Linked DNA regions of Canis lupus: region 1 is linked to region 2. A link is a contact called in public Hi-C data. All regions are on one chromosome and are shown on one strand. The core of a region is the stretch at or near the end of the contact, and the rest is flanking DNA. Distances in the headings are between cores, read along the strand shown. Region 1 holds the start of HERC4 (probable E3 ubiquitin-protein ligase HERC4). Region 2 holds the start of DNAJC12 (dnaJ homolog subfamily C member 12).

Region 1 (5,371 bases), core at 2,400-4,899, 210 kb before region 2:
TTGAAATATTACTGGCAAATTTATTGATAAAAAGGTTGTGATAATTTATGCTACCAATACTATTAATAAATTAATTCAATAATTTTTTTGAGTACTTGCTGTAGATTAGGAACTGTTCAAGATACTTAGAATAGAGCGCTGAGTAAAACAGACAAAATTCCTGCCTTTATGGAGTTTTCATTGCAGTGGAGGAGACAAAAGTTATATATCTTCCTATATAACACAGCTGACCCTTGAACAATGTAGGGGTTACGGGTCACCTGCAGAATCCATGTATAACTTTTGACTTCCCCAAATACTTAATTACTAGCCTACTGTTGACCAGAAGCCTTACCAATAACATCAACAGTTGATTAACACATATTTTGTATGTTATATGTACTATATACTGTATTTCTACAATAAAGTAAGCTACGGAAAAGAAAATTTAAAAAGTAAAAAGTCATAAGGAAAATACATTTACAGTACTTTATCATGAGGAATTCATGTAAGTGGACTCATACAGTTCAAACTTGTGCTATTCAAGGCAAGCTGTATATACAGATTGTATATAATTGATTATTTTAAAAGATATCAATATATGACATGCAATATAATAAATATTATACCTTTATGTATTATACAATAAAATATCAGGTAGTGATCATGGATATGAAATAAAAAAAAGCATGGTAAGATTCTAGAGAGTTGAGGGTAGTATATGGATAGGATGGTCAAGGAAGACTAGAGAAGTGACCAGTAGAGACATAAATGGAAGTGAGGTGAGATCCAGTGCAAGCAGTGTGTCTGGATGGAAAGGAAAAAAGGGTAGAGTGTGACAGAATGAATATTTTATGGTCTTTCAACAGTCTGGGCATTATTATTATTATTATTAATGAAAATAACACAATAAGTAAAAGGTATTTTACATTTCTTCTAAATTAAAATTACATCATTATTGGTGAGATGAAATGCTAAATAGTAATAACTTCTAAACACTTGCCAGGTACAGTGCACTGTACATGTTACCTTATTAAATCCTCACAACCCAGTGAAATATGGATCATCAACATTCCCCACCTATAGAAATTGTGATTGAGAAGTAATTTTCTGTAAAACAGACCATTAATAAATGTCTTTAGGTATCTTTGAGAAGATAGAAGGACAGAAGCCTGAGATGGTCTGTAGCCTCAGGCTCTGAATCCATAGAAACCAGCACCAGAGGCCATACTCATTTATCTCATGCTGCTTTTATACAACAAATTTACATTATCCAAACTACCCTCTGAACCGACACCTGTCTTAACTTAAAGGTTGTTTTCTAAGATCTTGCACCATAGTTTCATAGGTTTATAAGGTTAAAAAAAATCTAGAAATGTCCTTCCACTTTCTAACAAGCAAGACTCATCTTTAAAAATATTCCAAAGATGCATCCATATGGCAGGGATAGCTGTCCACTAATTCATGCTTTCTCTTCCATAAAGGAGCACCTGGCAGGGTGCCTGGGTGGCTCAGTCAGTTAAGCATCTGCCTTCAGCTCAGGTCAAGATCAGGGTCCTGGGGGGATCCCTGGGTGGTGCAGCGGTATGGCGCCTGCCTTTGGCCCAGGGCGCGATCCTGGAGACCCGGGATCGAATCCCACGTCGGGCTCCCGGTGCATGGAGCCTGCTTCTCCCTCTGCCTGTGTCTCTGCCTCTCTCTCTCTCTGTGACTATCATAAATAAATAAATGAAAATTAAAAAAAAAAAGAACTGCTTTAAAAAAGATCAGGGTCCTGGGACTGAGCACCGCACTGGGCACCCTGCTTGATGGGTAGCCTGCTTTTCTCTCTCCACTGCTTGTGCTCTTGCATTCTCTCTCTCTCAAATAAATAAATAAATAAGATCTTAAAAAAAAAAGAAGTACCTGGGAACTCAGACTGTAGTGTTTCCCAGGTCCTTTGTATCTAGGTATGTGGTTCTTGCAAATGTTATTGGTGCAGAAGTGGTATGTGGCATCTCCCCAACAAGGGTTTTAAGGAGCTCCCTGTGCCTCCATCTCCCAAGGTTCCTAGAAATCAGTTTCATCACTCATTAGGAACACTCAATTGGGCTGTTAAAATATAAAAGAAAATATACTTCCATTAAATTAAGCCACTCAAGTTTTAGTGTTTATTTGTTGCAATGTCAAGTACACATCTTAAAGATATCATATCCCACAATTTCCCCCTTTAATGATATATTGAGACATCAAATCCTTAAGGTAAAAAAGACAACAAAAGTCCAGGGCAATGAAGCTATCAAAATAAAAACAAAGTATGTTTTTGTTAGTATCCCACCACTCCCAATATGGAAATTATGCCTTCTTTACTTAAGTATCTTGACATTTTTATGCTTGTTTCTATAATACATTGTTGTGGGTTGAATTGAATCCCCCAAAGATATGCTTCTCTCTAAATTCTAGTACCTGAAAATGTGACCTTATTTGGAAAGAGGGTCTTTGCAGATGTAATTCAGTTAAAAAGAGGTCATAATGGATCAGGGTGGACCTTAACCCAATGAATGGTGTCCTTATAAAAGGGAAATTTGGACATGGACACACCAGGAAGAACATCATACAGAGATGGAGGCAGAGATTAGAGTGATGCATCGGCAAATGAAGAAATACCAAAGATTGTCAGCAACCCCCAGAAGTTAAAAATGTATGGAGAGTATCCTCCTCGGAGACCTCAAGAGAGAACCAATCCTGCTGCAACACTGATTGCCAACTTCCAGTCTCCATAACTGTGAGACAGCAAATCTGTTTTAATTCATCCAATTAATGATACTTTGTCATGGCAGCTGTGAGAAAATAATACACATACACATTCTAGCACAGACATTTCCTAATCTGAAATTGATTTTTCAATGAAATAAAGAAACGTGGTTTATTGAGGAAAGCTTCCTGAGCTCTCAACATTCACTCTGATGTCACAGGTTCTAGCAAAGTCTAGCAAAATTTCAGGAGTACCTTGTTTCAAGTTTTCATTTTTAAGAGACTGTTATGAACACTGCCCTAGGAAAGCCAGATTCCGTTTTTATGAAGCAAGGACTCCAGTCACATGCACTGCTTAATTTTCTCTGAATGAAGGAGGCCCTGCACTGTGTAGTGTATCTTTCAGGCAGAGCGCAGAAAGCGATTGCAGCCATCACACCAGGAGCCTGAACTGGTGGGGCGGATACATTTGCCAGCTGGTTCAGTCATTGCTATGAATATACCTGGCATCCTCAGATTAGCTCCCGTTGAGGCTAAGGGTATAAGAAAAGGTTTCACCCGTCTTTGTATTCGGATTTGTGATGTGTATCTGCCACTCCAAATTCTCTTTGGAAAAAGGAAGCATGACCTAATAGACTGGAGCCTCTAGGGAGAAAGCCAAACCAGCAAACGGAGAGATTTTTCTTCACCAAAATGCCATTCAGCGCGCAGAACCTTTGTTACAAGACACGCAAAACACTCCCAACCGCCTTGGCCAACTCCAACTTCTGTATTTGGCATTTTCCTCCAAGCAACGCAAAGCAGCAACACTGCGCAGGCGCGCGAGTCGAGGTGCCCTGGGAGGATTCCAGCGCAGGCGCGTGGACCGGGAAGTGGGCGGGCTCGTGCGCGTGCTCCGTAGCTCACTTCCGGCCTGCCCCTCCCCCTCCCCGCCTACCTACCTTCCCCCTTTCCCTTCTCCTCCCCAGTCTCTTCCCCAACTCTCCCCACCCCTCGCGCTCTCCGCCCCGCTTGCCGCCTGTCCCTCCCCGCCCGCTCCATCCGGGTCGCTGACGGCTGTCTCTGGACTGGACAGCGGCGGCTGCTGTTTTTCTCTAGGTACCCGGTAAAGTTTCACAGGAGCCAAGGAGGGGAGCCGCGGAGCAGCAGCACGGACGCCGGAGCAGCTCTGGTGTTCGTCGCCGGCGGCTGAAGGAGGAAGGTCCAGGAGCTGGAGACTTGCCTCAGCTGCCGCTTGCCTCAGCTGCCGCGCTGCCTCACTCTCTGGGGAGGCGCCGCCCCCCGTCGCCCTGGGCTTCCCCTGCCGTGAGGGGCTGGGTGAGTCGTTGCCCCGGTGGGTTCGGGGGCGTGTGACGGCGTTAGGGAGGGGGCAGGCCGGGCCGGGCGGATACAGGCCGGCTTGGCGCTGGGTGCTTTCTCAGCGCTTCCTCAGGGTGGGGGGCGGGGGGCGCGGCGCGGACGGTGGGGGATCTCGGGCCGGGGGGCTGGAATGTCGCACCTCCTTGGGGAAGGGCCTCCCTCGGATTGAGGGCCGCCGAACTGCGGACCCTGTCGGTGGCCTCTGCGGCTGCTGCGAGCGGGCGGCTGCCGTGGTTGGCCGATCGGCCCGCGGGGCTGGGTGTGTACGGACGATTTCTCTCTCCTGGTTCCCGTGAGCTGATCCGAGTGCCTGTTCGGGGGATGATGGGAATAAAGTGCTTCTCATTCCCCTACCTGTTGCTAGCGAGAGGACGCCTTTTTCATATCTTCTGACTTTTTAAAAGAAAAGGATGATTAACCCTCATGCGCTGAAATATTTGAGGTATTTTTCTGTCCTCTATTCTTAAAAAAAAAAAAAAAAAAAAAAAAGGTTAGACAATGCAGAACTCTTGGGAACCATCGAGTTCCGATGTCCCAAAAGAATAAAACCAAACTTTTCTGAATGGATAGGTCATGGAATGGACAGCTTTGGTAATAGCTAGCCCGAACGTAGGAAAGTTGGATTTTGAAACTTCTCAGGTTCTGTGTAAGGAATGTGGGTGACTACAGCGGGAATAAGGCTGACTTTCTGTAATTGTTATTTAGTAACGTGATGTGTTTAAAAATCTGTGTGGGTTTGCATGAAATGGACTCTTTGATAGGCGTCTTTACAAGGGAAGAAATCTTCAGTGTACTGGAAAGTTCTACAGATTTCGCCACCAGACTATTAATGCCCCATCCCCCCATTCCTGTTCTTGAAAAATCGGCAGTACTGGGGTTATTTGCAGTTTTTTTTTTTTTTTTCCTCCCCGTTTCCAAATACTTGTCTCAGAGGTGTAGATAGATACAGATTGCCCACGGGAAATATTTTTCAGTCAGAGTTACCATTCGTAATAGAAAATGTTGGATTGGGGAGAGCATCTTGATATTTAAACCGCGTATTTTCTTTTGTGAGTATGTAATTACGTAGGTTTAGTTTTAAAATTAAGTGATGAGGTAGGAGTATTACTATTTTGATCTGTAAAATGTCTTGGGAGGCGATTGTCTTAAGATTGAGGTTTGAAGAGAGAACCGTGCTGTTCTGTAGGGTGTGTTAGTGTGAATAATTGGAAGATTATATAAATTGTGGGAAGTTTAAAGTTTCCATTATTGGTTTTATTTCTGTTACAAATAACTTCAGTTTGCTGATGCAGAGGTGGGT
Region 2 (4,699 bases), core at 253-2,752:
TTTATTCATGAGAGACACAGAGTAGAGAGAGAGACACACACACACAGGCAAAGGGAGAAGCAGGCTTTATGCAGGTAGCGGGACGTGGGACTCGATCCGGGGTCTCCAGGGTCACACCCTGGGCTGAAGGCGGCGCCAAACTGCTGAGCCACCCGGGCTGCCCTACATTACCTGTTCTTGCTATTACTTTTCTAATTTTTTTTTTTTTTTTACTTTCCTAAATTAATAAAAGCTTTCCTTTTTAGTTTTAGGTTCACAGCAAAATTGAGTATAGTTTCCACATACCCCTCTTCCCCCAACACGCATAACCTTCCCACTATCCATATCCCTCCCTATACTATTAGGAACGGGATCACAAAAAATTAAAAAAAAAAAAAAAAAAAGGAATGGGATCACAGATTAAAGCTTCAAAGCAATGTTTCAACAACCTTTATTTTTTTATTATTTTATTTTATTATTATTTTTTTCAACAGCCTTTATTTTTTTTTTTAATTTTTTTTCAACAGCCTTTAAAGGATGTTTCACAAATTCGACTGTATGTCTGATTTAACAGAAAGACTCCTTTCAACATCCTGCACTGCTCTCCAAAGCCCGCTTCGCTCTCACAGCCAGGAGGGGACGACCAGGTGACGCGGACACAGGTGAGGCTAAGGTCCTGGCGGGCTCGGTCCTTCCCGCGGGAACACGCAGGCTAGAGCCTGGCCGCGCGGAGGCCTAACAGCGCACCAGTGGCGCGCGGGATCCCAGCCTGAGCCTGAGCCTGAGCCTGAGCCTGAGCCTGAGCCTGAGCCTGAGCCTGAGCCGGGGGCGGGGCGGGGCGTCGTGGGAAATCAAGACGAAGGGGTAAAGGCAGTTTCTGGAAGCCGGGTTACTAAACCTAAGATGAAAGCTCGGGTCGCCAAAAACCGCCATGGAAAAGTGCCGATTTTGTTTAGCACGACAGAAATCTGGCGCGAGACTGGAGGGAAGCCGCGAGGCCGGAGAGCGGCCAGGCCGAGAAGCGCTCGGGGCTGCGCGGAGCCCGCCGATCTGCTGCCTAATTTCTCTTCTCGCTCGGCGCTTCTGGGGCTTGTAGTCAGAACTTCTAGGTTTCCTCTGGTTTCCACGACCTTTAGCTCCTTTTCCCCTTGCCACTTAAAGACTAGAGCATTTGATTTAAAAAAAAAAAAAAAGCAACAAAAAACAAAACCCGGGGATCCGCGGTTGGCTCAGCGGTTTGGCGCCGCCTTCGGCCCAGGGCATGATCCTGGAGACCCGGGTTCGAGTCCCGCGTCGGGCTCCCTGCATGGAGCCTGCTTCTCCCTCTGCCTGTGTCCCTGCTCCCCGCCCCCGTGTCTCTCATGAATAAATAAATAAAAATCTTAAAAAACAAGCAAACAACCTCCCCCCAAACTAACCCCCCAACTCCCAACAAAACAAACACCAAAAACACTTTCGAAGGGATGGTTCCTGGAGGCGGGACGTAACTGGGACTTCCGGCGACGCCCTTTACGCCAGTCCCGCAGTGCCTCGTGGGAGTTGTAGTCCCGGGGGTGGGCGACGCCTCCAGGTGCCAGAGGAGATTGGGTATTTTTTCTGCGGTTGGTTCTGGGGTTGGGCGTCTGACTCAGAGTCTTGAGGTGCAAAGAACTGTAAGTCTGTTAAAAAGTTCTACATAATTACTACTATGTGTTTTGGAGTATGTATTTTGAAAGTTTTTTTTCAGTAACTATATGTAAATAAAACAAATGGTAGTTGCTCTTTTAGAATACTAAAAAGCACAAAAAACCAAAACTGGTGGTGTGGCTACTTGGACTTGGTACCAACAGTTCAGAAAGGTATAAACGGAAACTAAAAGCCTCTCTTCTGTACCTGCCCATCTAAGAAGAAAAACACCAGCTTTTTATTTCTCTTATTTTTAAAAAAATATTTTATTTATTTATTCATGAGATACGCAGAGAGAGAGAGAGAGAGAGAGGCAGAGACACAGGCAGAGGAAGAAGCACGTTCCATGCAGGGAGCCCGACGTGGGGTTCAATCCCGGGTCTCCAGGATCACGCCGTGGGTGGAGGGCAGACGCTCAACCACTGAACCACCCACGCGTCCCAAACACCAGCTTTAAAAGAAGATATAAGGTGCAATATGTATAATTGCACAAAAGTGATAATGCTATAATATGCTTCTCAAACTTCCCTTTTCATTTGATAATCCATCTTAGAAGATCTTTCCGTACTTGCAGAGAAAGCTATCTTACTCTTTTTAATGACTGTATAGTAGTTTATTCTGCAAATACCATAATTTATTCATCTACTGCCATCTTCTTCTCCGGTCCATCGAGGGATATTTTAGTTGTTTCTGATTTTTTTCTGTTGCAAAGAATGTTGCAGTGATCACCTTGAACATATTTTGGTGTAAATCCACAGGGTAAATTCATGGAGACAAAATTGCCTGGTTAAGAAGATACAGCTTTATAAATCTTAATTACCACCAATTTGCCAAATTGTGCCAATATACACTCTTATCCATTAATGTATGAGTGTGTTTACTTTTTCACTAGTGTTGGGTATTATCAAACTTTACAAATTCCACTTTCCTGAAAGGTGAACAATTTATTTTCTTTTGATTAGCAGTTTCATAGTTATAAATGAGGTGATACTCTTAATGTATATTGGCCATCTATATTTCTAAAAGTATCCATATTCTCGGCCCAATTTTCTACTGGGTTGTTAGTTTTTTTCTTACTAATTTGTTTGCACTTTTTGTAAATTAAGGAAGTTAGTCTTTTGTCTGAGAATTATGAAATTGTTCTCCTTGCACATTGTTAACTTTCTGATTTTGCTGGTTTTTTCTTTTTTTTTTTTGCCACAAAAATGCACTTACTATTGATATACTCACATTGGAGGGTCTGGGTGCCTCAGTTGGTTAAGGCCATGGACTCTTGATATCAGCTTAGGTCTTGATCGCACCGTTGTGAGCTCAAGCTCCGAGTTGGGCTCCATGCTGGGTGTGGAGGCTACTTAAAAAGAAAATGATATACTCATATTGGTTAATTTTTCTATGGCTTCTGGGTTATTTGATTGTATGTAATTTATTTTGGCATAAGGAGAAATGGTTCTAGCTTTATCATTTATCATTTCTCCAAATACTAACCAGAGGTCCCAACATGATTTTTGTTACCTTTGTTGGGGAGAAAACCCCAATGAGCATTAAAAACAAACCCTAGGGATCCCTGGGTGGTGCAGCGGTTTGGCGCCTGCCTTTGGCCCAGGGCGCGATCCTGGAGACCCGGAATCGAATCCCACATCGGGCTCCCGGTGCATGGAGCCTGCTTCTCCCTCTGCCTATGCCTCTGCCTCTCTCTCTTTCTCTCTCTGTGACTATCATAAATAAATAAAAATTAAAAAAAATAAAAACAAACCCTATAATGAGATGCCATGGCAGGTTTGGAGGTTAATTTTGGGAAAGAGTAGAAATAAATAAGTGGCACTCCAACTATTCTCAGAATATCTGGTTATCTTGTATTATTACTTTTTCTGAACAATGCCCCAAAAGACTGCTAATATTTATTAAAATAAGGAATGAAAACTTTTCTAAATAATATATAACTTAAGAGAAAAAATTTATGAAAATGATTTTAAAACATGAGAATTATTGAAGTAGGATTCCCAAATTGAAAAAGTATCATGTATGTTCAGATATAAGGCAAAGTTTTTCCAAATATCATCCTTTATTTTTTATTTATTTATTTTTAAAGATTTTATTTATTTATTCATGAGAGACACAGACACAGGCAGGGGGAGAAGCGGGCTTCATGCAGGGAGCCCTACGTGGGACTCAATCCTGGGTCTCCAAGATCACACCCTGGACTGAAGGCAGCGCTAAACCACTGAGCCACCCAGGCTGCCCCCAATATCATCCTCTAGAAAAAAAGGTAGATGCCTTGTACTTGTAAACTTACATTTATTTCATAATATATGATTTAAAACATGTAAGTTAAAGGAAATTTTAAAAGTTAAATATTGTGAGATCAAAAAAAATTGTGAGATCATTTGATCATTTTGTATGTAACTAAATAATGAAAGTATTATGTGTAGGCATTTGATTATAATATAGGCACTATAATAATTGTATGTAATATATATACATATTTGGACTCAAACTTACTTAATTTTTTTGGATTGTCTTTTGATGGAACTTAGAGTTGGCTTATTGAGGTCTATGGTATATGGTGTATTCTACATAGTACATGGTATATTTTTGCCATTTTGTTATTTTTTAAAAAATATTTATTTATTTACTTGAGAGAGAGAGCGCATGCATATGAGAGAGAGAAAGTGCACAGAGGGAGAGGGAGAAGCAGACTCCCCGTTGAACAGAAAGCCCAATGGAGGGCTCTATCTCAGGACCCTGAGAATGACCTGAGCCACCCAGGCGCCCCATGCTATTTTGCTATTTTTGATCACAGCTTTAGTGTGGATATAGCAGTGCAATACTTTACCCTTAAAAGAAGTTCTGGAGTATAAATATCATTTAGGAATAAGGAGAAGGGTTTGGCATTGTTTACCTTGCATTATGATTCCTGTAAGCAAGGAGTCTTTCCCAAGATACAACAATTGGACGTACCGGTTGGAATGGATAGTAGTCCAGATACCTGAGAGAGGGGCCGCCCTGTGATGGCAGAGATCATTTTATTCTTTGTCAACTCTACAGCACAATGTTA

What was found. A called contact is a pair of places that touch in the nucleus more often than the background predicts.
Region 1: a Hi-C map of blood shows a contact between it and region 2, with 3 times the contacts expected there. The contact joins the promoter of HERC4 here to the promoter of DNAJC12 in region 2. A contact is called at or near these places in 2 of 9 Hi-C or Micro-C datasets (amygdala and blood).

Annotation. Positions count from the first base shown.
Region 1 is chr4:20,068,483-20,073,853 of UU_Cfam_GSD_1.0, reverse strand. HERC4 (probable E3 ubiquitin-protein ligase HERC4) reads left to right here and starts at 3,649. Exons shown (of 25, transcript XM_038534091.1): 1 at 3,649-4,029.
Region 2 is chr4:19,857,568-19,862,266 of UU_Cfam_GSD_1.0, reverse strand. DNAJC12 (dnaJ homolog subfamily C member 12) reads left to right here and starts at 1,502. Exons shown (of 6, transcript XM_038534079.1): 1 at 1,502-1,631. It also overlaps the pseudogene LOC106558672.